Linked DNA regions of Mus musculus: regions 2, 3, 4, 5, 6 and 7 are each linked to region 1. Evidence: chromatin contacts called from public Hi-C and promoter capture Hi-C data. All regions are on one chromosome and are shown on one strand. Each heading gives the region's core, a stretch centred on a gene start, on an enhancer-like site or on the middle of the called end of the contact. The rest is flanking DNA. Distances are from core to core; before and after follow the strand shown.

Region 1 (3,396 bases), core at 402-2,901:
GCATAACAACGAAGAAATTCAGAGATTAAAACTAATGACTAATGTATGGCTCCCTATCCCTAACCAACTTCTCATTAATTTTTTTCATGTTTAAAATAGAAATCTTTAAACCTCCTAATAGTTGTTTCCACAATAGCTGAATTAGGTTCATTATCCCTTTAGGTTTGTATCTGAATGTGCGGTTCAACAACGGACTGTGACAATTCCAACAGAATCTGTCATGTTTAGCTCCCCAAGCCTATTATCTTTCACCATCTTCTCTAAAGAGCTTCAGTTCGCAACCCAATTCTCACTTCCACTGTACCTTAAACCCAACCCAGAGACCACATTCATATTCCTCAGAAATAACATCTTTGCAATCTTGAAACTTTCAGTTCTAAAAGCCCACTTCCTCCATCTCCCCTGCCACCATCTCTCATTGCCCTCAATCCCACCACTGCAGATGTGGCTGTGTCCCAGCCCTCCCCAAAGGCCGAACTAGCATCATAAAGCATTTGCCACAACTCGTCCCCTCCCTAATGTATCCGCCGCGCTACAAAGCAACATTACACCCCCGACTTCCTGCATTTTACTCTCTTCCCTTATTTTTCCGTCTTCCCCCACTCCCACCACTATACCCAGGCACCCTTTACTTCCCTGATATTTCTTCTACCTCGGTTTTAAAGCTTTCCCCGCATCCTCTGCTCATTTTCCTCTCCTTATTTAGAAACTCCCTTTTGCTTTCCCAACCGCTACCCTAGAATGCCCAGCACTCCACCCTCCTTGGCAAAACCCAATCCTCTTCCCCCAGCTCGTTTGGAGACACTGCTGCTTCTCTTCTCCAGGTCCCCCTACTGCAGTCAACCCACTCCATCTTTCCACCCACCTTCCCTCTACCCCCAAATCCAAGGTTTCCCGAATCGCTCACTAACCCCTCTCCTTGAGAGACTCAAGCAGTCTGCTGCCTCTAGGTATTCTACGGGATCCTTTTGACCCCAGCTTCCCCCCTCCTCCCATTTTGCAGAATGTCACCCGGGTTCCAGGGCCCCAGTAGAATCCCGGGTGTCAGCGCCCGCGGAGCCCGGTTCTCTCGCCGACACCACCCCTCCGCCAGCTCGAACTCGAACGCCTGTCTCCCGCCGCTTTCTCCAGAGCCGCCCCCGCTACTCCAGCTCCCGGTGCGCGATGAGCCCTACGCCGCGGACCTGTCTACAGAGCCCCGGGCTCGCACCAAAGCGACGCCTCCACCTCTCCGCGAAGCACCTCCTCGCCTCAGCCGGGTCGCCCGCTGCCGGCTCCGGCATCCCCCTCAGGCCTGGGCCCGGCCCCTCTGGTTGCCAGAGCCGGGCGCCCCCGCCCGACCCGCCCCCGGCCCCTCGGCTTACCGTTCTGAGCAGCGCCTGGCCCTGGAAGGAGCGAGCCAGAGACCAGCAAGAGCGAGAGGGCCAGGGCGCCGGGGAGCGACGAGCCCGACATCCTCCCTAGCCGGAGAGCGCGCAGCGAATGGGCCGGGGCCGGGGCCGGGGAAAGGGAGGGGAGGGAGGGAGGGGGCGGGCGAGCGCGCGCGCGAGGGAGTGAACGAGGGAGGCAGCCGCGGCCGAGCTCCGTCCTTCCCTGTCCTCCTCCTACCGCCGCAGCGTCCAAGCCTCGCGAGACCTCCGCTGGCGGCCGTGGGCGGGCCAGGAGCACCGGCGGCAAGGCTCGCGAGAAGAGGCCCTCTTCCCCCCCCTCCCCAAGTCCCCGCCCCTGCAGAGGCTGATTGGCCAAGCACAAGGGCGGTCACGTGCGAAGGGCGCTTTTGGCCACGTGACGGGGCGAGGCGGGGACTCCACCCGCTCCTTCTCCCACGGGGGAAGACGGCGGAGTACAGTTCTCACTTCTATGGGATCCTAGCGCTCAGAAATTAGAGGAAGCATTGAGAAAACAATGCTCCCCCCACCCATCCTGCCTTTCATGCGTTACTGCTCGAAGCTTCAGAAATGGATACCCTAGACCCTGCTTTTGAGCTTCCTATTAGTACCCCTTATCAAAACCCTGCTTTTCCTTCTGGACTTTGACCAGAGACCCCTAGAGGTATCTGGCCACAACCTCTCTGCCTCGTGGATTTTTTTTTCCCTTCCAGGCAGTGTTAACGATCGCTGTGCTTCCTTGCACGGACATCTGTTCCCTCAGCCTTCAAGTGTCCTCCTTTTCCTCCCTACCTGTGCCCTCCCCACCCCTCTTTGGCCTTATTTTAGCTTCACAAGCTCTGAGGGCCTGAAGAGCTAGCCTGTGCAGGGCTACAGATCCAATTCTACAAGGAAGTCACAGTGTGTCCAGTAATAGGCAGAACCTTTGGTAGAGGAAACCCGTAAGAAAATAGTTTCCACTCAGTTCACTGTTCAGCCTGGTGTATCAGAGATGACCCACAGGAAAGGGGCAATCAAAAAGGAGTTTAGCCATGTTGCATAGAAAGTTGAGAAATGCCTTCTTTTGCGGTGAGAGAGTACTGGGGAGATGTCATAGTCCTTAAAAATGCTTGATACACAAACGTGAAGACCTGAGTTTCCCCAGCATAAAACAGAAAAGGATGGCCACCAGAGCCAACGCTGTAATCTGAGTCTGGAGAAGAGAAGAGCTCTCTGGTTTGCTAACTAGTCTGCCTAGCCGATCGATGAGGTCTAGGCTCAGTGAGGGACCCTACCTCAAAAACTGAGTATTCTCCAAAAAAAAAAAAAAAAGAAAGAAAGAAAGAAAGAAAAAGAATAGTTAAGGGAGATACCCGAAGGCAACTTCTGGCCTCCCAGTGCGGGCACACAGGCTCTCGAACACAAACACAGATTTGGGGGAGTTGGCTTGTTTGTTTTCCCTGAACCACCCTCAGCACTTGTGGTTAGCAAAGGAGTGTTTTCTGTGGCTTAGCTCATCTATGAGTCACAACAGACATCCTCGGGTGTCTCTGTGGCTTACAAGTGAGAAAGGGTAAACTGGCCTGCTGACCTGACTATATTCAAAGGGTTAGAGAATCTGGAGTAAAGAGGAGGCAGAGGGGGGCTGGTGAGATGGCTTCAGTGGGTAAGAGCACCCGACTGCTCTTCCGAAGGTCTGGAGTTCAAATCCCAGCAACCACATGGTGGCTCACAACCATCCATAACGAGATCTGGCGCCCTCTTCTGGAGTGTTTGAAGACAGCTACAGTGTACTTACATATAATAAATAAATAAATCTTAAAAAAAAAAAAAAAAAAAAAAAAAAGGAGGAGGCAGAGGCAGTTGGATTTCTGAGTTCGAGGCCAACCTGGTCTACAAAGTGAGTTCCAGGACAGCCAGGGCTAAACAGAGAAACCCTGTCTCAAAAAACCGAAAAAAAAAAAAAAAGAAAGAAAGAAAGGAAGGAAGAAAGAAAGAAACCATCACAAACTCTCCAGAACTCTCCAGC
Region 2 (3,396 bases), core at 546-3,045, 1.4 Mb after region 1:
GTGAAAGTGGATATTTGCATGGTGGTTGAGAAACAATCACAGGTACATACCCAGATGTCCTCCAGGCGTAAACTGCATAAACAAAGTGGCTTCTGTACAGGAGAGAATATTTGAATTTCACGAAGAATGAGCTACTGAGAATAACTACACGGGCAAATTAGGGAGCAGAAGATAAAATATACTCCCTGATTTGTGACAAGAACAGTTAACACGGGCCAGCAAGATGGCTCAGGGGTAGAGGCGTTTGCTTTCTGAGGTGGGAAACCCATGTTATAGCCAGCATCTAGAACCTCAAAACTCCTCTTAAATGGAGAGGGAGATGGGAGGTGCAGGCGGGAGAGCTGTTCAGAAGCTCTGGGGCCAGCCAGCCTGGAGTGCAGTACAGCAGCATAAACAAGAGAGGCCTGCTTCAACTGGCCAGAGAGACCTGACTCCGACTTCCGCATGTGCACTGTGGTACATGAATACCTCCCACACACACACACACATCATATACACAGCACAACGACAATAAAAAAGAATCCAACAGAGAGTTTGCTGTACAACAGTGTTAGCTACAGACCGCATGCTGCACTTGCTCATCTTAGGCAACTGGAACTTTATTCCTACTATCAACCTCTCCTCCCCTACCCCATCTTCAACAATCTTTCTCCTCACTCTGTGTGTCTGATTAATGTGGACTTCTCACATAAATGGAATCTCAGTGTTTGTCCTTCTGTAACTGACCTACCTACCACCTAGCATAATATCCTCAAAATCACCTATGCTGCTACCTGTGGCAGGCAGTGTATAATATTCCACTCTGCTTATATTCCACACGCTGTGTTTCTTAAGACATTTTTATCATCTCCCTCCCCACCCCATGTGTGTGCGAGCTTGCTAGTTCATGCTTGAACACGTGAGTACAGCCGCCTGATGAGACGGGAAGCCTGTGGAGGCCATTCTCATTCAAACCACGACAGTGGCCCTTTCCTATCATCCCAGTTCTTACTGAGGAGGCTGAAGAGAAGATCAGGGGAAGCTGGGAACCAGTCTGAGGCCCAGGACAATGAGGAATACATAGCAAGACCCTCTCTTTAACCGTCCTCTCCTAAAAAATATAAGAAATGAGTAAATGGGTGACTGGAGGAACAAGAGAAATAAGTGTGTAAAAGGGTGAGTCTCCGCTGTTGGTCAGCACAACGCACCTGCAGAGGCTTTCTTTCTCTTTTATACGTTTTAATAATGCTGCTTCCATCTCCCAGGGACGTTTGAGGCTTAGCCTCACCAATGTTTCTCTCCTCTTGTTCTCCCCTAGCCTACCCATCACCACTCACCCCTGCGGCAGCCACACAGGCCTTCCTCAGCTTCTGTTCCTGAACTTTGAATCGATCCCTTGTGCCTGGCAAAAGGTATCTTGCCGACACTTTTTTTTTTTTTTTTTTTGCCTGAGGTTGTGACAGTCAAACCAAGCTTTTGTGCCTAACTCCTGACTTTACCTAGTGCTGCCCCAGATATAAGCCCCTGTGGTATTGCCGGATGCACTCCCCCCTCTCGGCCCCCTAGCTCCCGCAGGCCGTGATAAAGTTGTTTATATGTTACATCTGACTGCTCATTGACACGGCCATCTTGGGTCCCCAGGGATTGTTTATCTTGCACCTGTGTATGCCTCGCATACAGCTGCTTGTGGCTCTACACAGCGCCGTTTCCGGCTGCTGGCGTCAATCCTGGCCAGGCTAACTGGTGACTTCAACTGCAGACGCAGCTGCGACTCCGGGCACCAGTTCGGAACAAGGCTCTGCTCACAGTTCTTTCGTCACCTCCGGGTTACGCGACTGCTCCAAAGCTTGCCCAACACCCGGGATTCTCATAAATAAGGAACTCCATTCCATACTGCGCCGCCTGCCTGAGAAAACTACATTTCCCAGCAGGTACCAGAGTGTCTCTAGCCTTTCCCAGCGTGCTCTGAAGTTCGGCAGACTGCTGGGATTAACCCCTTACTGGCTGCTGCCTCAGGTTGAGCAGTAACCAGAGCAGGTATTCATTCAACTTTAATGGGGGCGATTCGGGGTCTCAGTAAAGGTGAAGATCTAAAGGATCTGGGAGCCCGGGAAAGACAGAGAAACCAAAATTTTGTTGGGTGTGTGCGCTATCTCACACCTCGCAAAACTAGGACTCTGAAGGTTTTCCGCAAACCGAACCCTTTTTGGTGCCAAGCCCCCAACGCGTCTACTTTAAAACCGCCCGTCTTCCCTACCTACCTTCTCCTCAGATCTTGCTAGTAGCAAAGCGCGAGGTGAGGGATAGAGGAGGGTGGTGAGGACAAAGAACGAGAGCCCTGTCCTTCCTGGCACCCCAGGGATCCATGAGAACAGGGCTGTGCACAGATTGGAGCTTACCCTTCTCCTACTTCTGCCTCCTGTCCTGACAAGAAGGCAGCCGGGAGAAAGCCTCTCTCTTCTGCCTGGGTGACCATGGCAGGCTAGGTCAATCCCATTGGTCCAGCGCACATTTGAGTTTCTACCTCCATGGATGTAGACAGATTCAGGGCCTGATTGAGCTGTAGTGGATGAGTGACCCGAGCTTTGCCTTGGGTGCCGTGAGGTGCTAGAACAGATGCTGAGTAGCTTTGAACTTTGGGAGCTCCTAAGTTAAGATGTGGATTAGGGAGAGAGAAGGCCTCCTTCAAACTTCCTACTGTGTGTGGGATGGGAGGCAGCAGGGGCAAAGGCCAGGAGTTGGGGAGGAACAGGTTTGTAAGTGGGTAGGAGGGATTGGGGGACACAAGGTAATAGGCTCCAGCAAGAATCTGAACTGTATTCTAAAGCGAGGTGTGGAGGCCATGGAAGGAAAGCACCAGTGAGCAAGACAGCCATGTGCCTCCCAGCTTCAGCTTCCTGGTACCCAGTACCTTGGATGGGTGGCCAGGCCACCATTTCTTTGCCTATCCTATATGGCGCTATGCCTCTCTGTGTCTCTGACTTTTCCTCTGTACAAACTTGGTAATAATTCCTACTGAACAAGACATTTCTGGCACGACCTGTTGTCCTCTTCCTACTACAGGGCCCAGCCATTCCTCCTTCAGAATGCCAGAGGGCCCAGAGCTGCACCTGGCCAGCCACTTTGTGAATGAGACATGTAAGGGGCTGGTATTTGGTGGGTGTGTGGAGAAGTCCTCTGTCAGCCGGAACCCGGAGGTGCCCTTTGAGAGCAGTGCCTACCACATCTCAGCTTTAGCCCGAGGCAAGGAGCTGCGCTTGACATTGAGCCCCCTGCCTGGGTCCCAGCCCCCTCAGAAGCCACTGTCCCTTGTCTTCCGCTTTGGGATGTCAGGATCCTTCCAGCTGGTACCCGCAGAGGCACTGCCCCGCCACGCCCATCTACGTTTTTACACAGCCCCACCTGCTCCCCGGCTTG
Region 3 (3,396 bases), core at 670-3,169, 1.3 Mb after region 1:
GGAGGCTACCTGGTTCTCTTTTGTGCTGAGCAAGTTAAAGCCCTGGGAGTTGCAAAGTGGCTCTCAAGTCCTCTATCCTATGCCCTTTCTTTGGTGATCCAGGGTGTTTACATGATGTCAACAAGGAATAGACAAGCTGATTATAGGGACAGCTGTCTTTATGAAATGTTAATGAATTGAGACAAAATAATGGGGCTGTAGTCTTAGCTGGGCCCTAGGGTCTTGCAGGCTAATCATGACATAATGGGGTCCTCCTTGGGTCTACAGCCTGAGAGTTCTAGACCACAGGAGCCAAGGGCACTCACTGTCTTCCTCCCAAGTCACTCCTGACATCAGGAGTGGAAGAAGATGCTACGCACAAGGGAGAAGAGGGCAGAGTTAGTATGTGTGATAGTAGGAAACAATATCTCCTTGAGAGAAGGCTGAGCCTGTCAGATTTGGCATGACCCAGAGCTGGCAGGGCACAGATGCACCTTTCTAGTGTTAAAGCATGTTAGTAAGATACAAAACCCAGGCAACCTGGGCTTCTGTCCCAATTTGCAATGTGATTTGGAAAGCCCCAAACCTCAGAGTCTCTCCTCTATTTGTCTAGCCTCTATTTGTAAAAAAATCTTCCAGCTCTAATCCAAGAGACACCCTCCCCTTCTCCTTGAGTGACCTCACTTCCTCTTCCTAATCCTACCTGGAGCCCAGCCCCTCCGCCCCAGCCCCATCTTCTCCCATACCTGTGCCCTCAGCTCTGTTCTGACTCAGGCAGTCCTGATCTTTGGGTCAAGATGGGTGTTCTGAGTGGTTTTGCCCCAAAAACTAATTTTGATCTCTATGGTGTTCAACTATTCTTCACCATGCGACCCTGCCTTGGCCTTGGGCAGTCCTGGAACTGCAAGGATTAGATTCCTTCCAAGAAAGAGGTGCTAGCGCTGAGCTGGGCAAGGCCCCACAACCAGATGGGCTAGAGTCCAGGTGAACAGAGGCAGTGGGTTTCCCAGCCCCTTTCTGCAACACATCAGCTTGGCTAGGGATGCTTCATCCCATCAGCTTTCCAGGTTGCTCATGCTCAGACCGGTTCTGGTGCGACACATTTGCCAGAAAGGCTCAGATGCCCACCAAGGCCGCTTGGCAATATCTCCAGAGTCTCATTCCTGGCCCACTCCAGGTCACTAGGAGCTGATATATACTCGTCTGTACTTTACCTCATAAGTCCTTCTTAATTTCCTAATGCAACTTGTTTGTTGAGGAAGTTAGGGCTGCCTCGAGATATCCTTTAGCATTTTTATTGTCTTGCTAGGAACTGAGTGTGGTGGTCCAAGCTTTTGACTGCAGCACTCAGAAGGCTGAGGCTGGTGTGTCTCTGAGTTCACGGCCAGCCTGGTCTACATAGTAAGTTCCCAGACAGCCACAGCTATATAGTGTGACCTTCCCAAACAAAACAAAGCAAAAGCAAAACAAAAAAAAAAAAAGGACTGCTAGATAGCCCAGGCTCAGCTCAAACTCTCAGCAATTCCCCTGCCTCAGCCTCCCATACCCCAATTTATGTGCTACACATCTTTTCGAAGCCTGATGGCCCTATTTCTAAGAGGCAGAATATCACTTTTACAAATGAGGAAACTGAAGCTCATAGAGGTTAAGTGGCAGGTCCAAGGTCACATGGCTAGAAAGTAGCAAGGAATGAATGATCTAACGGAATGACTGAATGAGGGCTTACGATCGCCCTCGGGGCAGAGGTTTGAGGAAGGAGGCGAGCGAAGACTGTGCACAAAGCCAGAGGCCGGGTCGCGGGAAAGTTGGTTCCACTCAGGCCTTCGGCACGGGAGGACCCAGGGGAGCGCAGGCTCCCAGAGGCACAGCCGGGTTCTGCCCCCACTCAACGGCCCGCCCCGCCCCCGCCCCGCCCCCGCCCCGCCCCGCTCGGGACCACAAACGGCGCCCAGCGGCAGCACGAACGGTCGCGCGGAACGTCTCTCTGGGCTAGCTGCCTGCCGCGACTTCCCGCGCAAGGCCGGCGGGACAGGGACCCGCAGCCTAGGCGGCGCTGAAAGATGCCGCGGCTGCTCCGGGTGGCGGCCGCTAGAAGCCTGGTGCTCTGAAGGTAGGAGCTCGCCTACCCGGCAGGCGCGGAAACTTGGGCCGAGTTTGCGGGCGGCGCGTGGGCAAGGGGCGGGTGGCCCTGCCCCAGGGCGCCCCTACCGGCCAGCCCCAGGACGGAGCGCGGGGACCGGGGCCCAGGTGCTGAGGCTTCGGGCGGTCAGACTACGGGGCCCAGTCATACCGCTGCCCAGACTTTGCCAGGACTTGGATGCTCCCTGGGCCTGGTAGAGCTCCGGAGCCACAGCACTGCCTGGGCGTTAGGGCTGGCGAAGAGTCAGGCGGATCCCTCGGGCCTCTCGCGGGGCCAGGCTCACGCGGATTGCCGGGCGCCGATTCGGGGTGGCGGTGGGGGGTTGGGATTGGTGGCGGCGGGCGCTGAGGTGCCGCGGGGCCGTGGACGAACCCTGTTGGAACAGGACCGCCTGCGGTTTCCTAGCCACTGCTTGACTCACTCTCTGGCCACAGCCCAAGCTGGCGGGATCGTCCCGAAGGAGGTGGCTGCCCAGACTTTGAGGCCGCCCCCCCCCCAGCCCCCCAGCCTTCTGGACCTCAGTGCAGTCTGCGGGCATCGATCCGTGGGGTTCCCAGTGCGAATCTCCTGACTTTTTTACACGTTTACGTGAGCTAAGGAAGGGCACCGTTGGGCAGTGGGGGGCATGTGTGCAGATTCGGGCCATGCATGTACGTGTAGGAACAGCTTTGCATGCGTGGCCCACGGCAGTCTGTGTGTCAGCCTGCCGGGGTGCACGTGCGTTGCAGAGGCGCGGAGAGAGAGGCTTGGGGACACCCGGAAGCCTGGTGTGGCGGTGGGGCGCCAGTTCCCTACTGAAGCCGGCTGGCTGTGAGCCACTGGCACGAGGGTCACGGGCGGGGCCGGGAGAGGGAAATTAGGAGCGGAGCATCCGGGGAGACCCTTTCTCTCAAACTGAGAAGTGTGGGCTGCTCCACGTTGAGTGAGTGCTCAGAACCTCAGCACGCAAAGTTTTTAGAAGACTGGTATCTGTTAGAGCGGAGAGAATACTGATGCGGGCCTCAACTTGGCTGGGATCGCGCTCTTCATGAGGCCCCAAGGATGTGACGTGGAAATGGACCCACGGAGTTGTCTGTCTCCCTCGTGGAAAAGCAGGAGTGTAGGCGCTTGACCCTGCCCTGGGTTCTGGCTGAGGTTAGAACTCCTCTAAGAACTGGCAGAACTTGGACATCTTCACGGTAGGATCACCTGTTGGCCCTACCTTCCCCAAGCGCCTTAGGCTACTTTGGTATCCGGAAACAAGGCACCTTCTTTTTGGCTACTCTCTCAGTGGGGGT
Region 4 (3,396 bases), core at 281-2,780, 1.2 Mb before region 1:
TGGGCTTTCACACTCTTTGCTCTCTTTCCCTTTCAGCAACCAGTCCCTGAGGCTCCAAACATGGGTCTCAGTCTGACTCCTTAAAATCCAATGGAGTGAATATACTGGACTATGTAAATAACCCCTTCGAGTTTTCCTGGAAACTTCTTTTCAACCAAAGATCCCGATTGGTTAGAAATCAGGTAACAAGGTTTGCTTAAGAGGTCTTCTAGAGAAACTACACCAGGGCGGGGGGGGGGGGGGTGTGAGGGGGCGATCCAGCACTCTGATGGTGATTTGAAGGGCTAACCGGAGACCTACTAGGTAAGAGCATCATGACATTGGGCTATCTGAAAGCTCGTATGGGTAGGGGGAAAACCTAGCAAACCTGACTGGAAGTAAGCTGCGTGAGGGTCCCTATGAAAGCTCGGGTAGCGATGACTCGTAGGATACCCAAAGATCTGGGACGTAGCAATGCATTAGGAAGCAGTAGTGGCCTTGGTTCCCAGACAAGGATCCGCTCCGACATAACGGTGTCTAGAGGTTCCAGTCAGAGTCCTAAAGAGGGTCTAAAGAGGTTCTAGCAGGAGGTGGAAGGGGGCCAGTGACAGAAGCGCCGCGGCTACTGGTGGACAGAATGGTGTCTGGTCAATGAAAGGTACGGGAGAGTCGAGTCTGGGGGTGGAATCCCGGCGGTACTCCGGCGATTGCTAGGCTTTAGGGGCAGAGCTGCTGGCGGGGCGTCTCCGCCGGGGCGGGGCGGGGCAGCCCTCCGGGAGCCAAAGAGCCGAGCGGGAGACGTGGGCCGGGCCAGGCCAGGCGGCAGGGCCGCTGGGTGCTGGGGCGGGTCTTACCTCTGGCTGCGCCGCGGTGGCCACCACAGCCCCTTCCTCTTCGGCGGTAGCCGCTTCCCCAGCTCGGTTTCCAGGGTCAGAAGGAGAAAGCAGAGGCCGAGGCCGCCGGGGGGTAGGAGGGTTCCGCGAGGGTGGGCCCAGTCGCCTCAGGGTCCGAGAGAGCGGCGGCCGCGCATCCCCCGCCCTGTCAGAGAGACTCCGCCCGGACTGGGCAGGCACATCCCCCGCCGCACCCCGCCCAGAGAGCACGCGTTGGAAGCTAAACCGCGGTCCCTGCTTTTGCCCGGGGACCGGTATCTCCGCCGCAGTCCCTCCCCGTCCTGCCAGGACTTTCCGACGGCCACCGCCAACTGCCTCTGCGTCCCCAGTCCTCTCAGGCCTGCGCGCCCCCGACCCCGCTCACGCGGCCCCGCCCCGCGCGGCTCTCCAGCAGCAGCCGAGCAGGCGCGCGCGCACTTACCTCCCACGCCCCCTGCTGCCAAGCCCCGGACAGCCCCGCCCGGCCCCGCCTCCGCACGTGACGCTGCTGGAGCGGGCTGCCTGCGCTTGCGCGGACACGCCTATTTTCCACCCTCCGAATGGCCCCGCCTCCCCATTCCTTCTTCACTTTACGGCAGGGCTGAGACCTCCGTGTTAGATTCTCGATTACTACATAAAAACGTCGTAAGGTTGGAAAGGCAAACTCTGGGATTACGACCTTAAGTCTCACTTTCCGGCCAGTACAGAGCTCCCTGAAGGCTGGTTGGGTTGGTGAGGCCTGAGGAATAGGTAAGACGCCTCCTCCCTACTTAGGTTTGTCTCAGTTTTTGGAAGCAGTGGATCGCTTTGCGCTCCACGCAGACTCTAGTGTGTCCGAGCCCCTTCCTCATTCTGCAGCTGGATTCTCAGCGCCGCCCCTTTTCCACACACGCACGCCCCTCCCCCCACTTGTTCCCGCCCCCGTGGCCAAGTATTTCTTTCCATTCATTCCACAGACTTTTCACTGAGTTGTTTCTATGCTGTAAAATCCAGAATATTAGAAGAAAATGAAAAAATATCCGCTCTTTTGAAGTGCTGTGATGTAGGAAACAAAGAATCCGCAATGGTAACACAGTAAAATAACACGGGATGAGCTGAACACAAACGGGGGAGTGGGGGGGGGGGGGTCCTTGATTGCAGAAGAGGACTTTTCCCAAATGACTTTCAGGCCTGTGGAGAACTCGTGTTAAAACCTTGGTGGACCGAAACTGGCCAGAAAGAAAATGGGAGTAGAGAAAGGCTAGTACAAAGGCATGTGACAAACAACCTAAGAGTAAAAAGCAAGAGGATTGGCATATACCTAGTAAAAACCGCGCAGGTAGACTTCCATTTGAAACAACTAGACTATGTGGCGAGTGAATTTAAGGCCAATCTTGATCACAAGGCGGGGGAAACTTAACTATAACAAGTGCAAGAAATAATCAGATGCAGGTGCAAAGGCTGTTTTTGAAGATGGCTGATTGCCTGGGATGGCTGGCCTGTTAGCTCCTGAAAGAATAAGGCAGCTAGATCTCCAAGTGGGAAGCCAGTCTGAGCCAATTTTAAAAAAAAAAAAAAAAAAAAAAAAAAAAGCAGATATGGTAGTACACGCCGAGTTTCAGGCTAGCAGGGGATACATAGTGAAACCTTGCCTCAAAGAATAAAGTGAAGTTTAGCTCAGTGAGTAGAACAAGCACTAGATTCTGGGCTCTGGGTCAGTCCTGACTTGGGGAGGTCGGGGCGTGATGGGTGAGTGAAGGGTGAGCCATGGAACCTGAAAGTGAATGACTAAGGGTGAGGAGGGGTAGAGAAGAGAAAAACAGCAGGAGAACACGAGCTTGTCCGTCCATTAGAATCACCTAGGATGCTTTTTTTTTTTTCTTTTTTTAAGTAAAACTAATACCCCTCCAACAAACTATAGCTCACTAGATGACTAATGTTAAGGGTAGAGTCCAGCAAGCTACACAGGAGCGATGAGTGGTGTGAATAGACAAGAAGCTGAGGGAGTTGATTTCCAAACCTTAAAAGCAGGAATCCTTTGACGAGAAAGAATTGAAGATAAGATGAGAAGCTTTAGCAGAAGACTGAAAGAATTAAATGACTGCTCTGGGAACTGAGAGAAGGGAAGCCACTCCTGCCTTTCCAGTCAGGACGGTTCCGTGTGCGTGGGAGGCGGGGAGGGCATGTAGGCGGGAAGTTTGCAGCTAGTGCTAGGCCGTGCTCCTCAACTGAGCCCTATCCCCAGCTTCTCTCAGTTTTTGCTCTTGCTTTGGGTTTTTGCAATAGGGACTCACTGAATTGCTTGGTAGCCAAGGCGGCCGTAAGCTTTCGGATCCTCTTTGCATCGGCTACCACTTCTGCTTCCCATCTCCAATCCTAATCAGATCACCTCAGTTATGGACCCTTCCTCTTCCTGGTAACCCGGTTGTATAAGCTATATGTCCAGGCTCAAAGCTTAAAAACCATCTACATTTTTAGCCCCTCCCCCAAAACAGAGATGAGCCAATTATGGGATTCTAAGCCCAACATCCACTCGCCCTAGACATTCCTGTACACTCAGCCTTGA
Region 5 (3,396 bases), core at 473-2,972, 1.1 Mb after region 1:
TCTTCCTCCTCTTCCCTTCTCCCAGCTCCCTTTCTCTTAGTCCTCTGTTACTTCCAGGAAAGCTGTGATCCAGCTGCCAGCCTAGCATCCACAGCTGTTGGGTGTTACCCCCAGTCAACTTCCTGTCCTATCGGCCTCTCCTCTTTCCTGGCTCACACCTATTGGCCATGCCTGGCACTGCCCTTGGGAAAGCCTGTCACCAGTGTCTGGCCCAGCTGCTCAGGCACTGGGATGCTGCATCTTCAGGCAACTATGCACTTTGATGAGGAGAGAGTGAGAGAGATGGGGCCGGGCACAGATGGTTTGCTTGAGGGGTGGGAGGGCCTGGTGGATGCTGGGAGTCCTCCTGTCTGTCGCCAGCCAGTGACCTGCTTTTGCATTCTCCTGGTGCCCACTGCCCCTTGTTTCTGAGAGACACAAACTATCCCCTCATTGGCAGTTGACCTGCCCGAGCCAGTGTCTATCTGTGTAACTGGATGAATATAATAAAGGGATCATTTGACCCTGTATGTCCCTCTGTGTTACTTGTCTCCATGTGGGTCTCAATGAAGCCTTGATGTGGGATGTGAAGCAGGGTTGTGGAATTGAGTTGAGTGGATCTGTGATGCCAAAAACCATGTATTTTGTGATCCTTCCTCTGAAGCAGCCCTGAGTAGGCCATGAAGTAGTTGCCACAACTACCAGTTAGGAAATAGGAGTGGCCTGTAACACTGAGTGAGGCGCATGGCCTGACTGTGTCTGTGACTTAGGGTTTCCATTGCTGTGAAGAGACACCACGACCAAGGCAACTGTTATAAAAGGATAACATTTAACTGAGACTGGCTTGCAAGTTCAGAGGCTCAGTCCAGTATTGTCAAGGCGGGAAGTATGGCAGCATCCAAGCAGTCATGGTGCTACAGAAGCTGAGAGTTCTATAACTTATTCCAAAGGCAGTCAAGAGAAGACTGGCCTCAGGTGGCTAGGAAGATATATTTGCCCACCCCCACAGTGACACACTTCCTCCAACAAGGCCACACCCACTCCAACAAGGCCATACTTCCTAATTGTTCCTAATTCCCTGGGCTAAGCATATTCAAACCACCATAGCCCTTAGTGTTAGGACTAGAAGACTGGCCTTCCTTAGCTCCCATGGTGGGTCTCTTGAAGCTGATTGAGTGGGCTCAATGAACATGTAAGTTCTTGAAATTTCTGATTGCTGCAGGGTAATGACTACAACGATTCGAATGTGCCTAGGCTTTGCCAAAGATGTGCTCTCTAAGAATGTTGTCTAGATCCTCTGTGATGGTCATCTCTCAAGATTCCTCTCAAGTAGCAATGGGCACGGTAGCACACCCCTTTGATCCCAGCACTTATGAGGCAGAAGCTGGCAGAGTTCTAAGTTTCAGACATGCCAGTTATTGAAAGAGAGAGAGAAAGGAAAGAAAGAAAGAAAGAAAGAGAGAAAGAAAAGAAAAAGAAAGAAAAGGAAGGAAAGAAAAAGAAAAAGAAAGAAGGAAAGAAAGAGAAAGAGGGAGAGAGAGAGAAAGAAAGAAAGAAAAAAAAGAAAAAAAGAAAAAGATTGCTCAAAGTGAGCCTTTCAATGTCGCGGCTCCCCTGCCTAATGTGGCTTTAGCCTTGCACAGGGAGCCCCAATGACTACAACTCCCAGAAGCCACAGAAATAGACCACGACTCCCAGAAGGCCATGCGATCACTCGCTTTCTCTGGAGTCATTTAGAGCCGGAAAGGCGCCTAGATACCGCGATACTTGCGGGTATCCTGGAGCTGGTGAGCAGTGGAAGGGGCGGGAAAGCTGTGTCGGTGGTGCCGCCGGGTGGGGCGGTGGGAGAAGCTCCTCTGGTCGCTGTGGGTCCGCGTGAAGGTCCATGTGTAATGTGTCAGATGTGGGGCTATAGGTGTGACTCCAGTCTCAGAATTGGGGGCTATGCAGCTGCACCGGTGCCCGCAGATATCATGCTCTATCCTTAGTTTAAAAGACACCCACACTTGACGCTTACCTTTGAAAAACTGCAGCATAAGGTGCCCCCCTCCCAAAGATTTAGGACCGCCCCGAAATACAAACTTTTTTTTTTTTTTTTAAATTACGTTTATTTTGTAAGAGGGGTGGCTGTCACAGCGTGCGTGTTGAGGTCATAGGACGACCTGCAGGACTCAGTTCTACCCTGTAAGTCCCGCCCTCATTCAGGGCCTCAGACTTGTCTGCAAGCTACCTTGCTGAGCCAACGTGCCTCAAATTGTATTTTATAATCATAAACGAGAGAAAGGAGAACGCTGGCAGTATTTAGATGCTTAAACCCTAAACTTGCCGAGTGGCATTTCAAATTAGAGTTAGAGCAGTTTTTGTCAGAAAAAAAAATGTCACCGTCACCGACGTTTGGAATATTGGAAGCCAGAACTAGATAGTGGGCAGGAGAGATTCCCAGCTGCAGGAAGTGATGCGTGTTTGGGAGCTGGGGTCTTCTGCTTCTTTCTAGCAGCTGGGAACCAGCAAGGCTGTGATGTATCTTCCTGACACGTGTCCTCAAGAGGTGTACAGATGAAACTGCAGTAACTTTAGAGGCAAACATGCCTACTTCCGGTTTGAGACATCCATTGGAAAGCCAAACATTTTGGCTGCAACCAGCATTCCTTAGGTGCAGTGTGGTCACACTTTCTTGGCTACAGTCTTGCCCGTATCCTGTGGTCACATTTTCTTGGCTACATTCTTGCCCATTCTATTACTGGTAGGTATACATGGAAATTTTATACTTTGTCCTTGATTAAACTGAGAGAATTATAGTCTCACACAGAGGCCTCTTTCTCTGCTGTGTATGTGTTCTCTCTGTGTCTCTCTTAAATTTCTCTCTCCCTTCCCCTCCATTCTCCCCCTCGTTTTTTTCTCTTTCCCTCCCTCTCCTCCCTCCCTCTCCCTCTCAGGGTCTCACTGTGTAGCCCTAGCTACAGGACTTAGTATGTTCGAATCTCAACTCCTAGAAATCTGTTTGTTTCTGCATTCCAAGTGCTGGGATTAAAGGCATGTGCCACCAAACCCTACTTTTTCTTGAAATATACATAAGACTAAGTGTAAGTTCTGTGGTTATAATAAAGGTCAAGTAAAAATATGAAAAAAAATTGTTCCCTGCATATGCAGCTTAGAATATAAGACTGGTCTAGGTAGCCAGCGCATCAAGTGTATCCCTTGTATGTGTACCTCAGTCTATGAGGGTGGGAAGAAAAATTAATCTGAAGTCCAAGGATGGCCAAGAGTGACTCAAGCTCGACTCTGGAGGTTGAAAGGGAACATTGCACCATGTGATAAAATAAGCTTGTTTTTTGTTTTTTTCTTGGGAGGGTCAGTAGTGGTGGGAGAGAATCAGATATTATAATGTTCAGATATTATAATGCTGGACACTTCTGG
Region 6 (3,396 bases), core at 262-2,761, 1.1 Mb before region 1:
AAACCTTTTCTACTTGGCCCCAGCAGACACCTCCTGAATTGCTGGGGTGAAACCAGTCAGCTTTGCCCACTGGGTCTGCTCACTTGCCCCAAGGTCCCCACTAAGAACACCCTTAATGACTGCCAAACTCTAACCTTTACTCTAAGAATGCCTTTCTATGCTGCAGTCTAACTGGCCTTATGAGGAGACTGAAGAGCAGTCCACAGGGCGAGCGATACCCTCTACCCATCTCTTCTGGCAAGACTCTTGTCTTCCAGCTTTAGGAGTGGAAGGACACCTTTGCACAACCAGATACGTACGTTGAAGGAGGCAAACCCAGAGACAAAGGCTGATCACAGCTAGCCCACCCCCTCAAGCCCGTAGAGGACTGAGTGCTAACTCATCACCCTATGTACCAAGGTTGATGTGGGAACAAGATCACATTTGCCCCACCTCAATCCATCCTGGCTGGCCAGGGATGTCCAATCCTGCAGGTTTGGGGCTGGGTGGGAGCAAGAATTTACAGTTTCATCAACGGGCCGCATCTTCCCCCTAAATAATCTCATCTGCACCACTTCAAAAGTTAAATTCCCTAACTCCCCAGGGCTGGACCTGAAATCATTATGTAGTCCAAGATGACCCTGAATCTCAGCTCATGTAAGCTTCCCAGGAGCTAGCAAGCATGAACCATCTTGCATACGGTGCTGGAATTGTAGATGTGCATCACCAATGTGTTTTATGCAGTGCTAAGGACCAAATCCAAGGCCTTATATATGCTAGGTAAACACTACCTACCCTCCCAGCTCACAGTTACCATTCTTGATGTCATCTGCCATGCCGCCTCCTGTCTTCTCTCCCCCCACTTATTCTCCACTACCTGCAAGAACTTTCCTTTCCTCCCAAGCCGACTTTGAACCAGCTCTCTGGGCTTGGAGACCAGCCCCAGCCCGCCCGGGCCTGGCGCACGGGGTGCGGCCGAGTCGTGCTGGGACAGCTCCACGTTGCCTCAGAAGCAGCCGAGTGTGCTCCTAAGAGTAGATCCCGCTGGGAGTGGAGAGGAGAGGAGAGGAGCTGATTTTGCAGAGGCCCACAGGGAAGCGCCAGGCTGTGTGTGGAGACAACCGGGACTGGGGGGTCGTTATGGCGAGAAATGAATGAAACACAAATGAATGGACCGCGAGGGTGGCCGACACGAGGTGATTTCCAGAAGGGAGCGTGCCTTCCGCTCGCCTGAAGCCACCAAGACACATCGGATACATCGCACCAGACTCGCACACCTCACAGCCGGGCGGAGGCGCAGGGTCCAAGCCTAAATTTCTGCGGTTGGAAGTGCCCAGCCGGGAGGCAGAAGGCGCCTAGGCGCGGCATTCCCAGAGTCGCCCTGCCCTTCGTCGCAGCCTCCTGGACCTGGAGCCCCGGGACGCCTCCCTTACCTGCCCGCCTCGACAGGCTCGCTACGGCTCAGGGCGGTCATCGCAGCGCCTTCTCCGGGAGCCCGAGGCCGTGCGCCAGACCCAGTGCCCTCCGGGGACCGCCCACCCCGGGAAAGGCCCGCCCCCACACGCCTATTGGCCGCTCGCGCAGAATGAGCCTGGCTCAATTGGTGGAGCCTTCCCCGCTCCCAGACCGCCCTGATGGGTCCCAGCTGCAGGTAGGTCTTCAAAATTGTGAGGTCGAGGAAACCAGGGCCTGGGTCCTCAATTATGGGACTTCATATCAAAATGTTCCCTCAGGGCTCTTCATTCTACTCCGCCTTCCAACCTCCTTACCTAACCTGAGCTCTTGGTGCTGCAACATCTCAATTTCAGAGGCCTTAGCCTCTGACTAGGTGGCTGTTGGGAGTTGCCAGGGACAAGGGTCCCACCTTGTTTCTATGTACCTTATTCCTGAGGGCAACAGGAAAACAAGAGACCCTTTGTGCTTAACTGTTATGGAGGCTGAGGGTTTTGTGAAGTATCCAATCAGGGACTCATCCTACAGCGCCCTCAACAGGCCTCTACCACAGGGATCAGCCCACTATTCGACCATTCTAGGTGCTAGCTGAACCTGTCCCAGACTTTTCTAGTATTTGCCCTGAAATAGAACGGATCAGCTTCCCGATACACAGCCGCACTTTGGTGCAGGAGGCAACTTATATACTCCCAAAGTATTCAGTCTCCGGCGTCTCCAGTGGTCCCGTGCTTGAAGGTTATCTGGTGGATCCATAGCACCCAAGGCCAGGCCTCCTGGCTGTTGTCATTCTCAATTGCTCAAAGGGCAGGGCTCGACCACCACTACCAACCCCCGGAAAAAAACAAAACAAAACACAACACAGGTGCTTCAGCTGCTGTTTATTGACATTCAGGTGGGCACTATAGCAACAGGCCTGGAGACTCTGCAGAATACAAGGTGGAGAGTGGAGTGTCTGCAGTGACAGAAGTGGAGTGCACAAGAAGTGGGGAGGCCAAAGCTGTTGGGAAAGCAGGTCAGGGCCAGGGCCAGAAGTCGTCATCTACACTGGGACCCTGGGCCCCACACCCTCAGCCCCTACTCTTTTGCTGTCTCCTGACTCCAGGCTAGGGCTGGGAATTCTGACAACTTTCTACAGAAGCAAAGCCCAGAGATGCTGCCGCCCTTCTGTGATAAAGTCAGGGTTTCCAGTCCTGCATTCCTCCTCCACCCCTGGCTCAGGTAGGGCCCTGAATAATAGCTGGTCTCTATTGCATGTTTTAGAGGCATTAATTTTCCCTGGTGTCCCAGCCCACCAGCGCCACACTATGGCCCAGAGTGAGCACTACAAGCGTTGCTGGCCTAATGGAAAGGATAGGGGAGGGGAAGGGACAGGGGCTAGAAGAGGGGCTCCAGAGGGCCATCAAGGTACAGGCACTACACGCATGGTGTTGGTGAATCCAGAGCCAGGGCGCCACCCGGTCAGCACAATGACCACATCTCCCTTCTTGAAGAAGCCTCGGGCCTTGCCTGGGGGGAAAAGGAGGTTGGTGAGTAGAGGTATACACTTGAGGAAAACTGCAAAGCCCCACAGTCCTAATTGATCACACAAAGTGGCACTTTTCCCAACCCAGACACAAATCCAACAAGGCAGGTGCAGATAACTGCCCTAATAATCCTCGTCTGGGTAGGGGAGCAGGTTGACAGTTACTTCTTCTCACCACAAGATGGTGCAAGCCTCCTAGCCTAAACAAGGGCTGAGGCTGAACTCAGAATGCAGAGACCTTTGGACACCATTCAGTTTATACTCTAGAGAGTCAGGGTCAGCTGCCTCCTTGTCTCTATATAGGAATAAGGCCACAAAAGCTTGTGTTCCCCACCCTCTAACCCCACCCTGCTCAGGACAGTAGCTCCAGCTAATCTTACAACTGGGTGATAAAACAGATAGGCCCAGCCCATGACTTCAGGAAGTGGTAGTTTTAGGGTCCC
Region 7 (3,396 bases), core at 538-3,037, 1.0 Mb after region 1:
CAGAACCCCAGTACTATAAAACAATCTATCATTAAATCAAAGGAGTTAGCAGAAGACAGCAACAGGAAAAATGCAAATACTCTTCTCCTCACTAAACTAATAGAGGCAAACGTTTGCCTTATGTAAGAGACATGTTCCCTGCAAAGGCTCTGTCAAGAAGCATTAAGCTACAAGAATATATTCTAAACTCCCCAGTGTAGCAAGGAATCAACTACCAAAATCTGCCCAAGGGTTCCTATCAGCTAGGTCACCTTGGGAAAGAAGCATAAAATTTCCACTCTCGGCCTGGCTGGGTGTGGTGGCTCGAGCTAGTTATGGCTGCACTTGGGAGGTAGAGGAAGGACCCCAAGTTCAAGACCACCATGTGACAGACACATAGGGCGTTCAGAGCCAGGCTGTGTTAGATGAAGAGATCCTGTTATAAATAATCCAAGGGCTCAGTGTTACCCAATATGCACAGCGGTGGAGGATTTGCCTAGAACGAACAAAGCTCTGGTTCAATCCCATTACTGCAAAACTTCAAAAGAGAAGATGGTCATACTCTACTCCCTGAGTGTATAACCATCTAGTTCAAGGCGCCTTTGCTTTGCTCCCACCCTTGGAAGGACCCACCCTGGAAAAGCTCAGTGGACTTCTCCAACACCTTCAGGAAATGCTGAAGCTGTAGAGGACCAAAATAAAGCACCAGCAAGACGAATTCAAGAGCTTGGTGACATACTAACACCGGAGGAACAGCTGCGCTCATAAATCCCCAGTCATCACAAGCATGCGTCCCTCAAACTGGTTTCGGGCAGACATGAAAGGAGAAGTAGAACGCGCCTTGGCACTAAAAGGAGTTCCAGTTCTTCAACATAGACAACTGGGCATCTCTGCGTTCTCCACGCGAAGGTTTTGGCTTAGGTCCGAAGACTGTTGTATTCTTTCAAAGTTCCAAAGGTCAGGCCGGTAACCACCCATGCAGATTTGTCAGACCCGTGTACCTTGGGCTCCAAGCTCCTTCACCTCCCTCTCCTCAAAGTGTGTGGCCCAAACTCAATCCAAACAAAGTGCTTGGCCAATAAGTAATTTTCTGGCTTGGCCTCTCTTCCTACCCTCTCTCAGCCTTCTTGATAAACACTAGGGACTCTCCTGTACTTTAGATGCTTGCTTCGCTACTGCTGTTGCTGTTAGGTGTTGGGTTATCTCCACATTTCTCCACCCCAACAGACTTCTACTTCCTCATTATGTTTCAATGAGCCTTTCTCCTAGGATGACTCAATACAGGTAGATCCCCCAAGACTGTAGAAATGGCACAGCAACATTTTGCTTCCCTTTCTGACTCTAAGACACCTCCCCAGGATAAGCGCGTGCTTGGCCCTTTTCTCCAGCAGAGGCCGGTCGGATGGGCTACAACCCGGGGTGCTCTAAGTGCCCACTTCTTTACAGCGCCCCGCCCCCTTGCCGCAGTTCCACCTGTTGCAAAGTCCCGCCTCCATACAAACTATGATAGGCCAGCCTTCAGATACCGCTCTCCCATTGGACAGGTGATCCGTCCCTCCTACGCCACGTCCCCGGCTCTGGCGAAAGAGGCCCAGGCCGCAGCCCTTTTCCCTAAAGAAATCTGAGAATTGGGGGTTCTACCTGGAAGGGGTTTACGTCCACTGGGTCCGCGAAGGGGTTAGTGTCGAAGGCCGACATGGTGATCGAGGGCCAGCGGGTGATCTCCGCGAGCGCTACTGCCTTTGGTCACTCAGACCCAGCGGCACACAGTGTAAACCCTCCACTTCCGGGAGCAAGGCAGCCGTTCTGGCGCAGGCGTAGCGCCCTCTGTGGGGGCGTGGCCCTGGACGTCACAAAGGTCCGTTCCGCCCCTGCCCAGCCTATTAGAAAGCGAAGGTTATTCATTCTGTCTCCATCCACTTTCTTTTTATCTCCAGAGATGCTGAGGATAGAATCCAGGGTCTCACGAATAATAGACATAGGTGTAGCCTTGAGCTACATACCCAAACCTTCTATCCACTTAGTCCTCCGGTGCAGAATCTCTTCTGATGTCTTCCTTCCTATGTGTATTTATTTTGAGCTTCCAAATAAAGGACTGGCAGGAAAGGATCATGCATTCATTCCTAGAGGGCAAAATTGAGGCGTTCGAGCAAGTCCCGGACCAAAAGGACAGGGGAGACATGTCAAACAGGAGTTATCTGAACAACTGTGCTCCAGGATAAAGCTGGAAGACCTTGCATCAACCCCTGCCCTAGATAAGCAGGATTTCTTTTAGGCTCCACCCTCCTGTGATTTCATAGATATCCTAGAGGTGGTAGTTAATTCACTCACAAACTCACAAACTTATTTATCCATGTCTTTCGGGCCGCTGTGAAATCTAGCTTGAATCGTTTCTTACCCTGGAATAGAACAGCGCTACTGATTGGTCTATTCTTGTGTTGCAACCAGATGGGTTTTTTGATTTTTGTGGTTTTGGTTTGTTTGTTTTGTTTTTATTTGGGGGGTTGTTTGTTTGTTTTGTTTTGTTTGCTTTTGGTTGTTTGGTTATTGTTTTTCCAGGGTTTTTGGCAGGTTGGTTTGCTTTTCTTGGTTTTGTTGCCTTTTTATTGTTTGTAGGTTTGAGGAATCTCTCATCCTAGAGTCTGATTGATACTCTTCTCACCAGCTAAGAAAAAAAAAATTCCAGCATAATTACCATTTACTGTTAAAGGCTGTTGACATAAAGTTAATATTCCTTTACTATGTGTATATTTTATGTTAGAGTAAAATGAATCAGGCTTAAAGCTTGAATGTTCATGTCCTTTTCCAAGATATTTCCTAAGAATCTCAAACAAAACTATTTACAATGAAGACATCATCTTTCTACATCCTGGGGAGTTTATCAACAGTAATCTGACAGGTCCACTTCAGAACTACCCAGTGATCTCGTTTAAGCTTTTTTTTTTTTTTTTTTTTTTTTTAATAGTCATGGTGGTAGTAGTAGTCATTCTTGTAGTGGTAGTAGTGATGCTGTGTGCACATGAGGGGTGGATGGGAGCGCATGTGTTAGGGGCTAATGTGGAGTTGGTTCTCTCCTCCCACATTTATGTGATTTTCAGGGACTGAACTCAGGTCACCAGGCACAGCAGCAAGCACCCTCACCCCTAAACCATTCTGCTGTGTGAAGTCCACTTGTTTAGTTTGCCCTCAGAGTCTTTTTGAATGTGTAGTCCCCATCTCTTCTCACCCCTTCTTTTGCCTACACTTCTTCATTCTACTCTTTAGTGGCTTTTCAGTTCCTGGAACTTCCCTATTCTCTCTTGTCTCATGGCCTTTGTACATGCTGTCTCTTCTAACTAGTACCAATGTACAATGAGAATAGTAAAGACAAAAAAAAAGCCTTTTTGACATGTAAAAATTGCTTAGCCAGGAATCCCA

Evidence for each region. Promoter capture Hi-C pulls out the DNA fragments that hold promoters and counts their contacts. Hi-C and Micro-C count contacts between places; a contact is called where the count stands out from the background.
Region 2: a contact with region 1 is called in a promoter capture Hi-C map of pre-B cells, with 2.8 times the contacts expected there. The contact joins the promoter of Neil1 here to the promoter of Nptn in region 1. A contact is called at or near these places in 1 of 39 promoter capture datasets (pre-B cells), 1 of 484 Hi-C or Micro-C datasets (B cells) and 1 of 115 datasets of contacts at active chromatin or transcription factors (pancreatic cancer cells).
Region 3: a promoter capture Hi-C map of pre-B cells shows a contact between it and region 1, with 3 times the contacts expected there. The contact joins the promoter of 1700017B05Rik here to the promoter of Nptn in region 1. A contact is called at or near these places in 1 of 39 promoter capture datasets (pre-B cells), 1 of 484 Hi-C or Micro-C datasets (B cells), 1 of 115 datasets of contacts at active chromatin or transcription factors (pancreatic cancer cells) and 1 of 9 other capture datasets (liver).
Region 4: a promoter capture Hi-C map of pre-B cells shows a contact between it and region 1, with 2.7 times the contacts expected there. The contact joins the promoter of Senp8 here to the promoter of Nptn in region 1. A contact is called at or near these places in 3 of 39 promoter capture datasets (3T3-L1-derived adipocytes, erythroid cells and pre-B cells) and 1 of 115 datasets of contacts at active chromatin or transcription factors (extraembryonic endoderm stem cells).
Region 5: a contact with region 1 is called in a Hi-C map of pre-B cells, with 5 times the contacts expected there. The contact joins the promoter of Ppcdc here to the promoter of Nptn in region 1.
Region 6: a contact with region 1 is called in a promoter capture Hi-C map of neutrophils, with 2.6 times the contacts expected there. The contact joins the promoter of Gramd2 here to the promoter of Nptn in region 1. A contact is called at or near these places in 3 of 39 promoter capture datasets (liver, neutrophils and pre-B cells), 1 of 484 Hi-C or Micro-C datasets (spermatogonial stem cells), 2 of 115 datasets of contacts at active chromatin or transcription factors (extraembryonic endoderm stem cells and pancreatic cancer cells) and 1 of 9 other capture datasets (pancreatic islet).
Region 7: a contact with region 1 is called in a promoter capture Hi-C map of erythroid cells, with 2.4 times the contacts expected there. The contact joins the promoter of Scamp2 here to the promoter of Nptn in region 1. A contact is called at or near these places in 3 of 39 promoter capture datasets (erythroid cells, liver and pre-B cells) and 1 of 115 datasets of contacts at active chromatin or transcription factors (pancreatic cancer cells).

What each region holds. Positions count from the first base shown.
Region 1 is chr9:58,580,495-58,583,890 of GRCm38.p6, reverse strand. Nptn (neuroplastin) reads right to left here and starts at 1,651. Exons shown (of 9, transcript NM_001357751.1): 1 at 1,365-1,651. The coding sequence starts at 1,455.
Region 2 is chr9:57,146,704-57,150,099 of GRCm38.p6, reverse strand. Neil1 (nei endonuclease VIII-like 1 (E. coli)) reads left to right here and starts at 1,795. Exons shown (of 10, transcript NM_028347.3): 1 at 1,795-2,016; 2 at 3,043-3,396. The coding sequence starts at 3,066.
Region 3 is chr9:57,261,122-57,264,517 of GRCm38.p6, reverse strand. 1700017B05Rik (RIKEN cDNA 1700017B05 gene) reads left to right here and starts at 1,919. Exons shown (of 3, transcript NM_028820.2): 1 at 1,919-2,089.
Region 4 is chr9:59,748,783-59,752,178 of GRCm38.p6, reverse strand. It overlaps Senp8 (SUMO/sentrin specific peptidase 8), which reads left to right and starts at 1,530. Exons shown (of 2, transcript NM_027838.3): 1 at 1,530-1,601. Myo9a (myosin IXa) reads right to left here and starts at 1,005. Exons shown (of 44, transcript NM_173018.2): 1 at 834-1,005.
Region 5 is chr9:57,438,440-57,441,835 of GRCm38.p6, reverse strand. Ppcdc (phosphopantothenoylcysteine decarboxylase) reads left to right here and starts at 1,722. Exons shown (of 7, transcript NM_176831.5): 1 at 1,722-1,766. Scamp5 (secretory carrier membrane protein 5) reads left to right here. Exons shown (of 7, transcript NM_020270.3): 7 at 1-509.
Region 6 is chr9:59,678,269-59,681,664 of GRCm38.p6, reverse strand. Gramd2 (GRAM domain containing 2) reads right to left here and starts at 1,511. Exons shown (of 12, transcript NM_001379375.1): 1 at 1,413-1,511. The coding sequence starts at 1,453. It overlaps Pkm (pyruvate kinase, muscle), which reads right to left. Exons shown (of 11, transcript NM_011099.4): 11 at 2,293-2,937. The coding sequence ends at 2,831.
Region 7 is chr9:57,559,335-57,562,730 of GRCm38.p6, reverse strand. Scamp2 (secretory carrier membrane protein 2) reads right to left here and starts at 1,787. Exons shown (of 9, transcript NM_022813.3): 1 at 1,621-1,787. The coding sequence starts at 1,677.